2 separate regions of the Canis lupus genome follow, and region 1 is linked to region 2. The links are chromatin contacts, called in public Hi-C maps. All regions are on one chromosome and are shown on one strand. The core of a region is the stretch at or near the end of the contact, and the rest is flanking DNA. Distances in the headings are between cores, read along the strand shown. Region 1 overlaps FAM114A1 (protein NOXP20). Region 2 holds the start of WDR19 (WD repeat-containing protein 19).

Evidence for each region. A called contact is a pair of places that touch in the nucleus more often than the background predicts.
Region 1: a Hi-C map of blood shows a contact between it and region 2, with 5 times the contacts expected there. The contact joins the enhancer-like site here to the promoter of WDR19 in region 2. A contact is called at or near these places in 3 of 9 Hi-C or Micro-C datasets (amygdala and blood).

What each region holds. Positions count from the first base shown.
Region 1 is chr3:74,024,247-74,027,301 of UU_Cfam_GSD_1.0, reverse strand. FAM114A1 (protein NOXP20) reads left to right here. Exons shown (of 14, transcript XM_038533481.1): 7 at 1,668-1,820. Among named protein-coding and RNA genes, the nearest start is that of MIR574, 42 kb to the left of the region's middle. Within about 2 kb of position 1,666, at least 10 of the 20 cell types and tissues checked have an H3K27ac peak or open chromatin away from gene starts, as enhancers often do. A contact at or near this core is called in blood, where this site is marked.
Region 2 is chr3:73,798,751-73,801,613 of UU_Cfam_GSD_1.0, reverse strand. It overlaps WDR19 (WD repeat-containing protein 19), which reads left to right and starts at 1,367. Exons shown (of 37, transcript XM_038533468.1): 1 at 1,367-1,503. The coding sequence starts at 1,384.

The DNA of each region.
Region 1 (3,055 bases), core at 417-2,916, 230 kb before region 2:
TTCTGGAAGGTCCCCCCAGACTGCCCAATGGAGGGAACGCGGGGTGTGACATACGGAGGCAGCAAGAGCGCCTCCTGGGTCATCAGCCCGAGCCCTGGCGGGACGAAGCTGTCACCCCTGACTTCGGGAGCTCTGCTGGGATTTTCCGCATCCACACGACATAACCAGGGGCACCCGAGGTGTTCCTACACCAGCTCCCGGAACTGGCCCCTTGTCCTGTCCCCGTGGCACAGGGTCCCCGCCCCCCCCGGAGGGGCCCACAGGTGCAAGTCTGCAGAGCTGCCCAGAGGCGGGAAGACTCCCACGCCAGAGCCGCTCCTGTGCTCAGCCCATCTCCCCTGGAAAGACGGTTCTTCTCCAGGCAACCTTAATTTCCCTGCAGCTTTTTCAAGGGCATCAGAATCACTGCAGAGCGACCTTTCTTCCCCCTTCGCTTCATCCCTTCCCCTCAGTCCCAAAGCCCAGGTTTAGAGATGGGAGTTGTCATAGGGAAAGGAAGCGATTTCAGTGTCCAGTTGTCTCGTTTTTACCACCATCGCGGAGCCAGAAAGATCAGTGGGAACAGTGGGGTTTTATTGCTAAGTGTTAAAAAACCCCAGTGGTAATTTGACGAGGTTGTTTTGAAAACTTTAAAATTCAGAGCTTGTGCGTATTTAGTCTTAAAGACCGACAGAGGGGAGAATTCTTTCTGCAGCCCAGGGAGTTTTTGGCTACCAGCCTCAGGAACCCAAAAGGAGAAGGAGCTTGATTGTTTTATTGACCCACAGTAAAAACCACAGTCTGTTCTCCCATTGATCTTTCCCTTGTGAACTTGTGGCGGCCACTGTGTTTATGGCGTTCTCCTTAGATACTAAAGAACCCTATAAACACAATGCCCAGTAAACTTAATGAGGAACCAAATAAAAGATGCTTAGAATCACAGAAAGCAAAGGCAGGAAATTGGGATTGACTGAGGGACTCGTGTTCATTTTGTTCTCTTTATGTCATCAACAAAAAAGAAAACTGGAGAAAAATTTTGATCAGCATGGAGAGGGATGCCGTTCACAGTCATCCTTCTCAAGAACTGATAAGCTCCTATTCTTGTTTATACTCAGTACCTGATGAGGAATGCATGATGAGTTTATATTTTATTAATTTTTTTCATCAAAGATGGTTAATAACCACGCACATAAAATTTTCAAAATAATGTTAACTCAGATCAAAGCAGACCAGCATGTGGCTGCTCTGAGGTCGTCCTGGGTGCAGAAGTTGCAATGAACCCTGTCACAATAGATGAGACTTTCCCGGTGCACATCAATTTGCTCATTATGGAAAATTTGGGTATTTTAGAAGATAAGAAAATCACACACATGGAAAACACTTTGGCGGAAAGCATTGTTCGCTCAGCTTCTGTGTTGCTTCTTTCCAATCCTGTTCCCAGGCAGAGAATTTTTGCTTTGTTTTGTTGCATACATAATGAACATGTAAAATTTGAAGTGGAATATTATGTAAAAATTGTCGGTAGAGTCAATGAAAGAGTCATTTTGTTAGAAATTCCCAAGCGACTAAAACCTACTCTTCACAAATACAAAGCCAGCCCTCATCTCCTCCTACGTCTTACACAGGAAATGAGTAAGCGCTCATTACGAGCACGATCTAGTGCACAAACATTGTGTGTATTTCTGCAGATGTTAAGGGAAGCCAAAGAGAAAGAGAAACAGAGACTGGCCCAGCAGCTCACGGCTGAGAGGACTGCACACTATGGGATGCTGTTTGATGAGTATCAAGGTTTGTCACACCTGGAAGCCCTGGAAATTCTATCCAATGAAAGTGAAAGCAAGGTATGGTCACTTGAAATACCATGTTCACCAATGTGTTTTCTTACACACAAAAGAAACAAGAAAATCTGCCATTAAAATATCTCATTTTTAGGACCTCATGAGTATTGTGCTAGGGTCACAAATATTATAAAGCCTGATGACTCCCACATGCTCCATATTATTTCCTCTCTGTCCTGTGCTATGACCCCGCCCCAGCCCCGAAGAGGGCCAGCAAAATAAGAGTGATCCTTACCCCCAGGCCAGGTCACCACTTCCACCCAGTGAAAACAAAGCATCGAGGTTTCTTCCAGACTGCAAAGTTTTGGGGTTTTATGGACTAGGTAATGATTTATTCACCTGTTTGTTAAATTGCCTGCACAAAGAGCAGGATCATCTTACTGGGAGTTAAAGTTCTTTTTGAGACTGTTCCTAAACAGAAACCTGGGAATTTCCTAACAGCCCTGACCATTCACATTCCCCCATTGGGATCTCAAGAAGCAGAACAGAAATAACAGAAATCAGCAGAGTTTGGAGATTTTTTTTTTCAAGTATCTATGTGGGAGGGAGGGTTATTTAGCAAATACTCACATGGTACTTATATAGTCACTCTTGTAAGCAGTTTAAAACTATTATTCCTGTATATACAGCTCTTCTGTGTGAATGTCAGGCTGACTATACTCTGGGGTATTTTTCCAGTAGAAACCACAGGCCAGCACCCTCTGAGCCTTCTGGGAGAGGCTCTGGGTCATCTTGGTGACATCGCTGGAGGGAAGCAAGCCCTCCGGTGAGAAGAGGAAATTGGAAGTGAGCTTTAGAACAGAGAAGTGATTTTTTACTCTCTCTCGGCCACATCCTCTAAGTTTGGACTTTAAAGGGTTGAAACATTCTTGATGCCCACCTAGGCAGGGAAAAATGGCATCTGCCATGCAACAGGCAACTAAGAACCAAACAGGATGGAAATCCCCCTCCCTCCAGATTACTGAGTTACTATCTGTGTTTATTTCCTCGTGTTATCCTGGAGTCATCAGTGACAGTCTTCCAGTTAAACTGTTAAAGGGTAATTTTTTTAAAAACAAAATCATACCTCATATACAGATACAAAATGCACATGAATTAAAGAATTTGTTTAGCCCCTTCATTAAATGAAGGAACCAAGCAGATGTTACAAGTGGTTCAAGGGAAAAAGCCAATGCGCACATTTGTATGGAGTAGTGCAATTTTGCAGTGCATGTGCAAATGGGCATAAACCTCGTTTT
Region 2 (2,863 bases), core at 118-2,617:
CTGTTCTGTAGACTTCCCTTGAAGAGTGGCAAAATATCCCACTCCAAAATAAGCTACTTTGACATAAGGATTATTTTGAGCTAACGGTACCTAAAAAATAGCAGATGCAAAAGACTAATCTTCTTTTCTTCCTGAAAACGGGGATTAAAAACTCCCATGTGAAAGATACCCTCCCTGTACCATAAGAAATGGCATTCTTACCATCAAGGAGACGCTGAAATTGAAGAGTCTATACAAACGGAACTTATTGACATAATTATTTTTTTTTCTCCTCACCATAGTTTATAGTTGCTTTCCCACAGTCGCGTCTCTTTGTTCAGCCAAATATAAAAGCATGCATGCACGCAGGTGTCATTTCTTTGGGTCTTTTCCTTAGGAAAAGGAACACGTATTTGTAGGCTTTTCTTCCTTAATCTGTCTTAGGTTAGTCTAATTCTCAGGCCGAGCTGAAAAACCCTAAGAGGGTAAAATTTTGTCTCCCTTACATTCCCTAAAGCTAGAAAGTCCCATTCACTCCTTTAAATAGTGGATGGCCAATTTCTGAATTTCTACTTCTCTAACCTTTTTCTCTTTCACTCAATCCCCTAGTAATGATATTTTCATTTTAATGGGCAGGTCTTAAAAATAATAATAATAATAATGGGCAGGTCTTGCACCTGAAACTAAACTAACTAAACAAAACCCGACGCCAAGGGAACAGTATCCTCCTTAAGAACGGTAACATCCATCATTAGTTCCTTGAAACCATTTTCTTGAAGCAAATACGATTCCTACCTAATGCTGATAAGAAAAAAGGGTGGGCACTTGGGCAAAAGAAGTACTTTCATAACGAACGAAGCACAAATCTATGGCAGGGCATAATATTTGGGGAAAAGCTGCCAGGTCCGAAGTCTAAACAGAGAAGCAATCAGTGCTCATTTTTCTTGCCCAATTTAGTTGGCCTATTAACGCCTTGAAAAAGACTACTTCTCACATCCTGTGTCTTCTAGCCCAGAAGCCTGGGAAGGAAAGGAGAGAGAGAGATGACGCGCAGGCCCGCCCAAGTCCTCCCTGCGCGTACTCTGCACGAGTATCTGGCCCAAGAGCAAATCCCCGTTCTCGGTTCTTGCAACATTCAGGGCCTTTTCGTTGCCTGGAATCCGGGCGCCCCCGCCCGCCGCCATCGACAACTTCGGCACCGGGAGCAGAAGTTGACGCAGGACGTCCTAAGGGCGTCCCCGGCCTCGTCCAATCAGAGCCCAAGAAGGAAGGGAGGGTGGGCCGGAGCTCCTGACGCACAACCATTTGGGGCCCGCCTCCGCGCGTGTCACGTGACTCCAGTCCACGCCTCCCGTCCGCCCCTGCGGAGGCCCCACGAGGCTCCGCCCCCCCGGGTAGAGCTCCATGATTGGTCACTGCTCGCGCGGTCTCCTGGGTGACGGGAACGCGTTAGCCCTCCTGGAGCTGACTCTCCGCGCCTGCGCACTTTCCGGATCGCGCGGCCGCTCTAGCCTTGAGATGAAGGTAAATAACTTACAAACCCCGGGGCCGGCGCGGCGGGGAAACGCGACCACAGGCGCTGGGCCCGCTGAGCGTCACATTGAGGAGAGGGGGCCTGTGTCCCCCTCCCTCCTCCCGAGGGGGGCTAGGAATGGCGAAGAGAGCTGGGTGACCTGGGGCGGGGGGGGGGGGGCGAAGTTGAAGGAAGGAGGAGGGGAACGCGGAGAGGGGAGGCCTCATTTCTGGGACCGCGAACGGAGTTGAAGCGGGGCGGGCGGAGGGAACCCGGGCACGGCCCGAAAGGAGCAGACCGGGTCGGAAAAGACCCCGAACTACCCACGGCGGGGAGACCGGTATGCTGGGAAGCTCGGCCCCCGCAAGCAGCTGAACCCCTGGCAAGCCGCGCAACCGCTCAGCGTTTAAAAAGAGTGAAGAGCTTCCGAAAGAAGAATGTCAGAGTGTATCGCCGGTGACTAATGTACAAATCACGCAGTGGCTCGTGGATGTAATTCGCGGGGAAATCTGCGCCTGCACACGCGGGTCCTGCTGGAGAGCATCATCCTCTGCACGCACAGTTCCTGCGCTTGGGCTTCGGGCGAACCCCATCCCCGGCCCCTGGGCTACAGCGCCCTCGCCCCCCTGCTTTACCACTGCCTTAGCCCTCCGCCCCGATCTGGCAAAGAAATGGATAGTTCAATTTTAAATTGAAGATTCCTTGTGGCTCTTAGCGTGGAAATTGGAATTGACAGGCTGGTAATCGATCATAACTTCACATTTCTAAAGCCTTTCACGATTTCTGAAGTTGTCAGCACGGAGGAGGCATTCCTCTTGGTTCGCAACTGAAAATTTTGTGCTTGAGGCAACTTAAGCGACTTGTTTTAAGCCCTACAGCTGATCATAAGTTAAAAAGTACAATTCAGACCTTGGTTTTCTGGTGTTGAAGCTAGCGCTTTTTCAGTCTACTGTATATGGAGCACTATACTGTATATGAAGAAAACTAAGATGTACGATCACAGCCAGAAGAGGTCTACCCGGAAGCTAGTCAAATTGAAGTTTAAGGATCCCTCACTTGCAGGAAGGGGTTCCAGGGTCACTTGGTCACAAAGGTCACACCTTTTTTTCCCAAGGTGTTTTCAAGCTCCACGAAACGTGGATGGACTTGTAATTATAATACACTTCTGTTTCCAATAGAGGTGGATTTCATCTCCTTAACATACCAAACGACTAATGATTGGTATTTAATTTTAAAATTATATATATACATTTATTTATATTTTTTAAGACAGAGAGTGAGAACATGGGTGCAAAGGGAGAGGAGGAAAGAATCTCAAGCACTTTCCCAGCCGAGTGCAGGGCTCAATTTCAGGACCCTCAGACCATGATC